3 separate regions of the Mus musculus genome follow, and regions 2 and 3 are each linked to region 1. Evidence: chromatin contacts called from public promoter capture Hi-C data. All regions are on one chromosome and are shown on one strand. The core of a region is the stretch at or near the end of the contact, and the rest is flanking DNA. Distances in the headings are between cores, read along the strand shown.

The links. Promoter capture Hi-C pulls out the DNA fragments that hold promoters and counts their contacts.
Region 2: a contact with region 1 is called in a promoter capture Hi-C map of pre-B cells, with 4 times the contacts expected there. The contact joins the promoter of Ubiad1 here to the promoter of Errfi1 in region 1. A contact is called at or near these places in 1 of 39 promoter capture datasets (pre-B cells) and 1 of 484 Hi-C or Micro-C datasets (B cells).
Region 3: a promoter capture Hi-C map of pre-B cells shows a contact between it and region 1, with 4 times the contacts expected there. The contact joins the promoter of Tardbp here to the promoter of Errfi1 in region 1. A contact is called at or near these places in 3 of 39 promoter capture datasets (liver, neutrophils and pre-B cells) and 1 of 9 other capture datasets (liver).

What each region holds. Positions count from the first base shown.
Region 1 is chr4:150,853,138-150,856,933 of GRCm38.p6, forward strand. Errfi1 (ERBB receptor feedback inhibitor 1) reads left to right here and starts at 1,933. Exons shown (of 4, transcript NM_133753.2): 1 at 1,933-2,134. It overlaps 1700045H11Rik (RIKEN cDNA 1700045H11 gene), which reads right to left and starts at 1,812. Exons shown (of 4, transcript NR_040649.1): 1 at 1,689-1,812.
Region 2 is chr4:148,442,859-148,446,654 of GRCm38.p6, forward strand. It overlaps Ubiad1 (UbiA prenyltransferase domain containing 1), which reads right to left and starts at 1,902. Exons shown (of 2, transcript NM_027873.3): 1 at 1,070-1,902. The coding sequence starts at 1,592. It also overlaps the pseudogene Gm23303.
Region 3 is chr4:148,625,399-148,629,194 of GRCm38.p6, forward strand. It overlaps Tardbp (TAR DNA binding protein), which reads right to left and starts at 1,598. Exons shown (of 6, transcript NM_145556.4): 1 at 1,283-1,598.

The sequences.
Region 1 (3,796 bases), core at 683-3,182:
GATTTTCTGTGACTTTCAACAAAACCGAGTCAAGCTGGCCGTGTTGACTTCATGCCTGTAAATCTCAATACACTGGAGCCCAAAGGATGACCAAGCTTGAGGTTAACCTGAGCTGTGTAGAGTGAGTTGTAGGCCCGCTTGGGCTACAGAGTAAAACTGTCTTAAAACCCACCAAAACTTAAACAAGTAAATAATAAATGTTAATAAATAGTAAATAATAAATAGACAATGTGGCAATGACCAATTTCCATAAGATTAAAATACTACTAAGAGAATGGCCATAAGAAAAGATGGGAGAATTGAATTGCTAGGAGCGTGGGTGTGGAAGCAACCCAGCAGCCCCTACAGGCCAGTAGGGACCATCAGAAAGAGGGGAGGAACCTTCTAACATCCTGGTAGCCTGCCGCTGAGAGTGGGCAAAGCAAGACTTTAGAGTTTTCTTTTCTTTTTAAAAATCCAGTGCATCAGGCCTTGAGTTTAAAGTTAAGGCCTTTGAGTTCAATTAAAAAAAAAAATCAAGTCAATACTGGAAGAAGCAACTTGGTTCGTGGGGCACAAAGTTAATAGTTAACCAGATAATGAGGCCAGCACCTCATTCCATATGTTAAACTGGCTCAATTAGGTGGTGCTAAGCCTATAACTATCAGGCATTCTTGCTGCAGTGCAGGAAGGGCTCTGTGTGCGGACCACAGAGGTCAGCCATAGGTCTGCGCTCTCTACTCTGTGGAGTGCCATTAAGAGGAATTTGTACTAGTCCAAACTGGAGGGCTTCTGTCTGTTTGCCTTTTTTCTTGAACTACTCTGGTTTATCATTGTATTATTTATTTTACGGTTAAACTATAAACCTAAGTTGCATCACCGGATTTCTGCCCCACGAACCCTCCTCCCTGTAGACTTGATGGCGTTTTGTCCTTGGGCATCAGCGGCCACCCTGGGGCCAAAAGACATGGAGAACAGCACTTTGACAGGTAAGCCAAGAGGGCTGGGGGCAGGTTTGGGGGAGGTGCCCGGGATCAGCCTAGCCTTGCTGGAGGCCAAGCCAAGTACAGAGGAGCCTGGAGTGAGGCCTCCCTGATCCTGCCCACACAGCATGGCCCACTGCCCAGTCCCCTTTGTCCTTCACCTTTCTGCGCTGCCCCTCACCTTTCCATTCTGTCCCTTCCTTTCCCACACCGTCCCTTAACTACCTAGATCAATTAGTGAGGTTCTCTATAAGTCCCGCAGTGCCTCACACTGCTCCTCACTGCCCCTCCATCCCTTATTGTCCTTAGCCAGACACTCCCTGCCCCTTCCTGTCTTCAGACGCATTTTGTCCCTTACTGCCCCTCAGTCCGCTGCCCTCTTTCCCAGAGACCACTTTCTTCATGGTCATCCATCCCTGGTTGTAGCGCCCTTCATCTCTCTCGCATCATCACAGCAGTCCCTCGTTGTTCCTCACCGTCCCCCTCCGTTCTTCATCACTCTCCTCGCCATCCCTCGACCATCCCTCGATATACATACATACATACATACATACATACATACATACATACATACATACATACATACACACACACACACATATATACACCTCGGGGTGCCCCTCTCCTCTCCAATCCCCATTTTCTCCCGCTCCCTGAGTTTCTTGGATCCAAGTGCATCTCAGCGTCACTTCCCTCCCCGGGGATGGAAACAGGGCCGCTCACAACCTTCTAAGGAAAACTCGGTGTCCTTAGGCTAGGCAGCTCGCACAGAGGCGGCCCAAATAGAAACGTCCCCTCAGGAGACGAGGCTGCTAGCGCCGCCCGGCGGGCCCCACGCAAACTCTTCGGTAGCGGCATCGCCCCTTTAAGCGTCCGCCCGCCCGGATTGGCTGCGTGAAGGAGGCGGGGCTGCGGGCGTTGACGTCACGTTGTCGCTCACCGTATAAATACGGGCGTCGGCTGCGCCGGCGTCGGCGGCCGAGTGCGAGGCGCGGAGCGTGAGCTGTGCGAGCGAGCGAGCGCGAGCATAGCCTGCGAGCGAGCAGAGAGAAAGAGCGAGGGCAAGAGAGCGGCGAGGCGCCTGCGCGATGCTCGGGCCCCTAAGCCCGCGGCGCTGAGCCAGCCGGGACGGACATGCGCGGGAGGGCGCCGCGGGGTCCCGCTCCCTTGGGGTAAGGGGCCTGGCGGGCGTCGGGAGACGTGGGGCCGGGGCGCGGAGGGCGGGCGGACGGGCGGTGGGCTGGAGCCGGAGCCTCCGGCACTCCGCTTCCCGGGATGGGCCGGGGTGCGTGAGGAGCGGCGGGCCGCGGGCGCCCTCGGCTTCTCGCCGGGGCCATGCACCGGCGCGCACACGACACGTCTCCACAGCCTGGGGCTCCGGAGCGGCGGCTCCACGGTCTTCCCGGTGCAGCTGCGGCCCAGGGATGCGGTGGAACTGCTGCGGCCCCCTCCATCTTCCCTCTCACCCCGCGCACCCGTCGGTCCGGCCCGGAAAGCTTCTGCGAGAAGCTGTCGCGGGTGGGCTCGGAGATTGCTAGTCCCTGGTTGGTACCAGTCTTGAGTCTCGGTGAGACTCGGCGACGAAGGTCATTCCCCTTTAAAAAAAAATATTTGTTTTAATTCATCCGAGTTGTTCCGTGGCCTTTTCCTCTCCAGAAACATGATTCTTTGCCTTAAATGACTTATATATTAAAGGAGTGAAAATGCAGACAGAACTGTTCAAACGCCAAGGCTCCTTGGCAGTATCCTGTTTTTATACGTATATCCTATCTTTGTTCAAATTAATCGTGATTGGTGGTGCTGGATGGGTGCTTCCTCAGTCTTTATTAGGATTTCATCATTGCTTGAAAGAAACCAGTCTCCTACCTGATAAAAATGTGAATAGATTGTTAGTCATAAACTTAAGTGTAGTAAGAATAGAGACTGTAGCTTTAAAAGAGATGTGACGGGAGGTACACCTGTAGCACAGGTAGGGCAGGACTGGTTTCCAGGCAACTGTCAGGGGTGAAGAAAGGTGAGGTATAAATTGCCTTTTTTTTTTTTTTCATCCTGGAAAAAAAAAGAAAAAAGAAAAGTTCTACAGTTTTACACTTCCTTAAGTCTATACAGGTATAGTGAATATGCATCTATTAAGACTGGGACATTTTTGAGTTCACTGTGGTGGCTCTTGCCTTTAAATTTTTTTTTTTCTTGAAACATGGAGATTTTAAGAGAGATTTTACCAAAATAGAGACCAAAGATAATCTAAATACCTTTATCAGTAAAAGAGCAAATTTTGTAAGGAATAAGCTGGTTTCGTACTAACCTGTCAACTCTGGCGGATATTATCAGGTTTGAGAGGAAATACATGAAGATGTTTAAAAAGGCTGGGCACTCTGTCATGGCCTTCACTCCCTCTCCTGTGCACTGGTGGACATTTGCTGATCAGTGGTAAAAATCTCAAACTGTAAATCTGTATCTTGGCAAATAAATCAGATGGTAAACTCCTTAAGGGCTGGAAAATGCCCTGAACAGCTCTTATTTTACACAGCCTTGAATATAGTTCATGTTGATTAAATACATGCAGGAAAGCATGGTTTACATTTTAAGGCTTAACAGGATTGGTCCAAGAACTGATAAGGTTTGGAAAGAAAATCTGTTGTTCCTTGTTAATAGCTGCTATGAAATGTCTGGATTTCTCATATTTTTGAGAGGTAGAATTATTGTTTTTTAATGAGTTGGATTTCCTACTTTGGGTTCATAGTAGATACTGGTGAGCCTTTTGTATGACTTAATTATGTCGTAGTCTCTAGGTGTTTTATGTTTTATGAAACTGAGTCTTTATTGCCACTTCT
Region 2 (3,796 bases), core at 652-3,151, 2.4 Mb before region 1:
TTGTGTTTTGTTTTTTTTGAGTGCAAGCATGTGTGTAAAAGACTTTTGAGGACAACTTTTGGAAGTTGGTTCTCTCCTTCTACCTTATGAATCCTGGAGATTAAGCTCAGGTCATCAGGCTCTGTGGTATCGGCCATTATCTGTTGAGCTATTTTGCTAGCCCATTCTATGCTTTTTGTTTGTTTGTTTGGTTTGGTTTGGTTTTTCGAGACAGGGTTTCTCTGTATAGCCCTGGCTGTCCTGGAACTCACTCTGTAGACCAGGCTGGCCTCGAACTCAGAAATCTGCCTGTCTCTGCCTCCCAAGTGCTGGGATTAAAGGCGTGCGCCACTACTGCCCAGCTTAAAATTTTATTGATATGTGTGTGCACATGTGTGCTGATGCCAACTGGGGCTCCAAGGGGGTGTTGGATCTCATGAAGCTGAAGTTAAATATGTTTGTCAGGCACCCAACATGGGTGCTGGGAACAGAACATGGGTCCTCTATAAAAGCAGTTTTATATATAGTGCAGTTGAGTTTCCCACCTTTGGGGAAATCACAGGGGTCAGCATATTGGAGTACAATAGAGAAGTCTTGGCCAGGAAAACCACCTTTGAGATCATGGCATCTCCCTTGCCAGGTAAGTATGAACATTTATTTATTTCTGTATTTTATGTACATGAATGCTCTGTTTGCACTGTAAGCCTGCATGCCAGAAGAGGGAATCAGATCCCATTACAGATGGCTGTGAGCCACCATGTGGTTGCTGGGAATTGAACTCAGGACCTGTGGAAGAGCAGCCTGTGCTCTTAACCACTAAGCCAACTGTAGGGGGGTCTCCAGCCCACAGTAAGAGATCTTAAAGGCTAAGCCATGTCTCCATCGGGGGAGCAGTGTTCATAATCCACTGCCAAACCAGTATTTTCACAACTTAAGGTTTCAAAGTATCCACGATACACACATTTTGGATTTCCAGTCAAGTGGCCTACTTTAGTAAGGCGTCTTTGACACGTCTACCATTCCTATGGAAGGTAGCAGTTTCCAGTTTAGGCAACTGGGACCTTAGAGCAGGAAACAGGCCAATTCTTACCTCCTGTGTAGAGAAAGGAGCCAGACAGGCCTCCGAAGTAGATGAGAGCCAAGTGTTCCAATTTCAGAGCGGACAGGTAGTAGAGGCAAGCAGCACAGACGCAGCCCAAGGTGTAGAGGAAGACTCCAAATCGAACAACATCCTGGGGCTCCAGAATTCTGTCCACCAAAGTTCTGTCATCACTCTTTTTGTGGTCAATGCCCTTGGAAAAGTCATAGTATGTGTTGACCAAATTGCCGGCCCCGTGTACAGCCAGGACAGCCACTGCACAACCCAACAACAGCCTGGGATCCAGGACACCCTGAGACCTGTAGGCCAAGGCACTGCCCAGGGCCACAGGGGTGAGTGAGGCACTGAAGCTCCAGGGCCTCAGGGCCAACACGTAGGAGGCGCACTTGTGCCTCCAGGATCGTTCGGGAAGCCTGTCCTGCTCGGGCCATTCGTTCTTCTGCGGGTCCCCGACCTTGGCTGTCTCTCCTGCCAGGATATTAATCTTCTCCCCCGGGGCCTGTACCGCAGCCATGGAAGCTACACGTGGCTAAAGTCAATTCTAAAAGTGAGCCACTCAAGGGGACCGCCCCAGGACGGAGACAGGCGGGACAGCCTGGCCTGACCTTTCTCTGGTTCCGCCCCCGGTCAGGGTTTGGGAGGCGGGGAAAACTGAAGACAGCAACCAGGCCATGCACCGCCACGGGGCCAGCGGCGCTGCCCGCCCACCTGTCACCTGAGCGAAGCCTGTCTGGGGTCGCTTCCCCCGTGCCACAACTCAATAACCCGCCTCAGCCCGCAACCCCTATCGGGCGGACGGCGCCGCCATCTTGTGCGTCGGCCTCAGGAGGCCGGCCCGGAAACTCGGACCTGGGGCGGGCAGGGCCCGGTGAAGGCCGGCGAGGGGCGTGGTCGGAGAGGGGTGTGGTCAAAGGCCAGAGCCCAGGTTCAACAAATTAGCTAAAAGCAAGTCACTGGAAAGAAGCAGCTGTTTAGCCCTCCTGGGATTTCAGGGCGTGTCGCTTTGCGTTATACTGGGCAGGTTCACTTACTGAAATAAGAAATAAGACTCATTTGTGGTTACCCCAATACATCCTACGTTGAAAGTATTGTGCGCATTGCTGGGCTGGTGGTGCATCCTTATGGCCCTAGAACTTGGGAGACGACGACAGGAAGAGAATTCAAGGACATCCCTTATTATATAGTGAGTTTGAAGCCAACTCAAGCTTCGTGAGATTATCTTTTTGTTTGGTTTTCGGTTTTCAAGACAAAGTTTCTCAGTGTATGTAGCCCTGGCTGTCCTGGAACTCACGCTGTAGACCAGGCTGGCCACGAACTCAGATTTACCTGCCTCTGCCTCCCAGGAGCTGAGTAAGATTAAAGGTGTGTGCCACCACCACCCTGCAAAAAGGAGATGGAGAAGAGGGAAGGGAAGGAGAAAGGAAAGGAAATGGAAGGGAAGAGAGGAGAGACCGAAAGAAGAAAAGAGAAGTGTTCATAAGCCAAGAGCTTGGAAAAGAAAATGCGGTACTATGTGATGGAACATGTATGTATAGCTGGAAGAAAAAGAAGTAGGAAGCTTTCTGTGTACTAAGATGTAAAGACCTACATGGTTTTTTGCTTTGTTTCTGGAGACAGGGCCAGGACTGATGGCTCAGCGGTTAAGAGCATTAGCTGCCCTTCCAAAGAACAGGGTTTGATTCCTAGCACCCCCAAGAGCTCACAACTGCTTGTATCTCCAGTTCCAGGGGATCTGACCCCCTATTCTGGCCTTTAAAGGCACCAGGCATGCATACATGCAAGAAGATCACACTAGATATACATATATACAGGCAAAACACCTATTCATAAAAAATCCAATAATAAAATGGCAGGGGCCTATATAGCTCAGGCTGGCTAGAAATTGGCAATGTAGCCCATAATGACCTTGAAATTTTGATCCAACCTTGAATCTCCTCCAACTCCCTGAGTGCTGGAATTACAAGCATTCACCCACACTTGGTTTTATGGGGTGCTGGGGATTCCACATGCTAGGCAGATAATCTACTATCTGAGCTACATCCCAACCCTACACCCTGCAGGCTTTTGTGAACATCCTAACGTGGGAACTGCCCCTGAGTCCTGTGAAAGAACAGCTGGTACTCAACGAGAGTTGAAATGTTGGAGGGAGGGGATGCTGCGATGGGGATGTAAAGTGAATTTTAAAAAATAAATGATCAGGAAAAATTAAAAACCACAAAAAACCCACACAGATGTTAGGCCAGGCAAGGTGGCACATGCCTTTTAGTCTAACACTCCAGAGGCAAGAGGATCGGTCAGTTCAAGGCCAGTCTGGTTTACATAGTGAGTTCCAGGACAGTTGAGGGACTGTCCAGTTTACATAGTGAGGCCCTATCTCAAAACACCGGAAACAAAACAAACAGTGAAAAAACAAGTTGAGGCTGGGCAAGGAGGTGAACACTTGGTAATCCCAGCAGTGGAAGAAGGGGCATGGTGGGGGGTGGGAGTCAGAGACAGGTCACAAATAGGAGGCCCTAAGAAATTCCTTTTATGTCTTTTGTCTGGCATTTAGACAAAACCCAGCATTCCTCCAGGAGCTTGAAGACATAGTTCCTAATTGCTAAAAGGGGTCATTCTTATAAATCTGAGGGCTTCCATTAACATATGACTAAGGTGAGAAGTTAGCCTCTAGACTCCCTCAGACCCTACTCAAGAGTCTCCATGGCAGCTCAAGGGCTC
Region 3 (3,796 bases), core at 348-2,847, 2.2 Mb before region 1:
AAGAAAATCAGAGGAGTTATCTTTTCATAATTGGCTATTATCACACCACTTTATTCCCACTTCCTGAAAAGATTCCTGCTACCTAAAATGTTTCTTTTGCCATCCCTGAAAAAAAAATAGAGAAAAGGTATTTTCTAAAATAAAAATGTGATTTTGGGGGCTGTTGAGATGGCTCAGTGGGTAAGAGCACCCGACTGCTCTTCAGAAGGTCCAGAGTTCAAATCCCAGCAACCACATGGTGGCTCACAACCATCCGCAACAAGATCTGACTCCCTCTTCTGGAGTGTCTGAAGACAGCTACAGTGTACTTACATATATTAATAAAATAAATCTTTAAAAAAAAATGTGATTTTTGTCGAGCACGATAACCCACGCCTTTAATCTCAGCACTCTTGAGGCAGGCAGATCTTTTTGAGTTCGAGGCTGGCCTAGTCTACTGAGTTCCGGGGCAGCCACAGGGAAAACCGGTGTTCATGTGGCGCTCTGCCCGCCAGTTCTATTTTCTCAGCGCACACTATAAGCTTCCGGTGCTAAAATGGCAACAGTGTTACCATGTGGCCCGTTGGCTACAAAGCCAGACAAAAACAAGGTGTTAAAGAACTAAGTATCTGCCCCGATTTTTTTTCTTGCACTCGTCATTTCTTACCTGGAGCGCACAGATTACAGGCTACCGTATTTCGTAACCATTCTGAATTAAGTTTCTTCTATAGCCTGGACCTGAATCGGGTTTAGCACGTGCTTTAACGTGGAAAAAACCAGCCAAGCATTGGGATCTGAGGAACCCTCCCTGTGCTGGTGGAGCACGAACACCGACATCAGAACAGTTATCTAGCAGTTCTGGTGCTCATCCTCGGAAAGGTCTGGCTAAAGTTAGGCGTCGAGGGAGCAACGACGGCTACTCCGGGAGGTAGGCCGCCGCTTCCCAGAAGGCCGTGCGCGACAGACAACGTTGATGATTTTCCCCCCCTTTCAACTGGGCCCAGGGTGGGGCCCGCGGAGGTCCAAGTCCCATGGTGACAACAGTTATTCTCAAAAGCGACAATCTACAGGGACTAGGACGCCTGGAAACCCGGGGCGGCCACACACTTCCGCCCGTGGCTTCACAGCCAAGCAGAGGCCCGGCGTCCCGCTCCGGCTACTGCCCGCGCTTAGGCCTTAACGACGCGGCTGCGCGAGGCCAACCAGGCCCCGCTCTACCGCTCCCTCCCCGCGGCGCAGGCCGCACCGGGCCTCTCCGAAGCAACACTCGAGGCACGCAGGCCGGCCTTGGCGACCAACCTACCCGCTAGGCCACTGCTAGGAAGCACAAGGAGGAAGCACAGACGGGAAGGAATCCGACAACAGCCGCGCTACCGCTCCGTGCCCACAAAATGGCGCTAGGGCCGCCTCCCGCCCTCGCCCGCCTTCGGCCTCTCCCACTGGCTTCCCTGCAGGAGGGGCGCTCTCCGAGGGAAGCCACAGGCGCTCTCTCCTCCCAGAGGCTCGGATGCTAGCAGGCTCTTCGGCGTATAGAAAAAAGTAAAGAAACGCAACAATGAAAACAGCTGGGTCTGAAAAACTGACAGATGAAGGACAGAACGGCCACTCGGCCTTCCGAGTCCCCCTACGTAACGCGGTAGATGGCTTCGCCTGACCAACGGCCGGCCCTAGTCGAGGAGCTCGCGCGCGCCGAGAATGCGCGAGACTAGCGCAGGCCGGGACTGGGGCGGCAGGGGCGGGGCTAGGAGGGAAAGGGGGCGGAGCCTGCGACTGAACGCGTAAGGGCTTGGGGGGGAATCCCTGGGAACCCTGGGTTCCTAGTCTAAAGGCGACTCTTAAATGTCTTCTGCCTTTGCTCGTTAATTTCCAACGTGGAAACATTAACTTTGATCTGCAAAATGGTCCCTGTTCTAAGTACTATTTTGTATCAAGTACCTTTTAGCACTCTCTGGCTCTAGGGGGAGAAAAACAAACCAGAATCTTGTGAATGGCAGGCAAGTGTCTTCCCATTGACCTTGGGCTTAGCCATCAGATACTGTTTTAGAGACAGGGATCTCAAAGTCACTGTGTAGCCCAGGCTGTCCTTTAACTCATCAAGGCTGCCAAGTGTGGATGCTGCCCTAGCAGTCTACACGATAGTCGTGATACTCTCTCCTCTTTCAATAAGTGAAGAAACTGAGGCACAGAGTTGAGTACCTTGCATGAAGTCACCATGAGAAAGAGGCCCCACTAGGGTCTGAATCCTACAGCAAAAAACTACTTGGATGTTTCAGTATTTCGGTTCCAGTTGACGAGTCCTAGTATAACTTTAAAAAGGCTGAAGGCTAGCTCTACCACCAAGCAGCAGATGTAGACTCTTTACTCAGGGTTGGAATTTCTTGGTGTATCAGATTCAAAGCTTAGGCACAAAGGTTTTACACAGTTGCTTTATTTACTGAAACTGGGTCTTGCTGTACAGAACAGGCTGGCCTTGAGCTTGCTGGGTTCCTCCTGCCTCTGCCTCCCTTCTGGGAGGAATGGGGTAGGATTGCAGATCACCATCAGGCCAAGCCTTCCCACTTTAAGTTTATAAATGAATTCATTTCCTCCTCACAGCTACCTTGTAAGAAGATGGCATTGGAAGAACAGATGTTAATGTCTAGCCCCTAACTTCCATTAGAGCCCAGGCTGGCCAGGAACTCCTGGCCTGTCCTCCTGCCTCAACCATCTGAGTGCTGGGATTATAGGCATGAGTCCTTCCACCCAGCATTATTTACTTTTTGGTTTTGAACTTAACAAACAAACAAACAAAACAGGATTTCTGCGTAGTCTTTGGCTGGCTTAGAACTTACTGTGTAGACCAGGCTGGCCTCAGATTTGCTATGCCTTTCCTGAATCTGCGCCTTCAGTGTTGGGATTACAGGTGTGAGTCACCAAAATGGTTTTTTGTTTGTCTCCTAAGACAAGGTTTCATACAGCAGAGCCTGGGCCTGGCCTCCTGACTGTCCGGGATTACAGACCTGTGCTACCATGCCTGGAAAAGTCAAGAACTTTAACAGTAGTTTAAAAGGATGATTGCATTTTTTTTTTTTGATTTTTTTTTTTTTTTTTTTTTTTTTTTTTGGTTTTTCGAGAAAAGGTTTCTCTGTGTAGCCCTGGCTGTCGTGGAACTCACTTTGTAGACCAGGCTGGCTTCAAACTCAGAAATCCGCCTGTCTCTGCCTCCCGAGTGCTGGGATTAAAGGCGTGCGCCACCACGCCCAGCTTGCATTTTTTATTTATTTTCTGTGTTCACGTCTCTGTGGGAAACCAAACCTGCTCTGTGTGAGTTTTTCTGTGAGCCATCTAGCTGGCACCAGCTATCTTTTTTTTTTTTTTTAGACAGGGTCCTACTGTATATTCCAGGTTGACCTTCAAATCAGTCTTTCCCCCAGGCAGGTCTCCAGACTTCGGGAACTATAGATATGCATCATTACAGCTGCCCTGGAACTCAGAGAGCTCTGCCTGCCTCCACTTTCCAAGTGCTGGGATGAAAGGTGTATCTATGCCTCCACATCTGGCTAGACCATATTGGGTTTTTATTTAATTATTATTTTTCTTTTTGGGTCAGAGTCTCATGTGGCTCCCGCTGGCCTCCAACTTAATGCATAGCCCATGCTGGTCTTTGCTGTTGTTTCTATTCTAGCGTACTGGTATTAGAGGTGTGATACACCGCACCCCACCTGTGAGGGGAGCATTATAAGTTTTAAGGTTTGTTTTTTTTTTTTTTTCTTATCATGTGTGGGTGTTTTGCCTGCATGTATGTCTGTGCACTGTGGGCATGCCTGATGCTAACAGA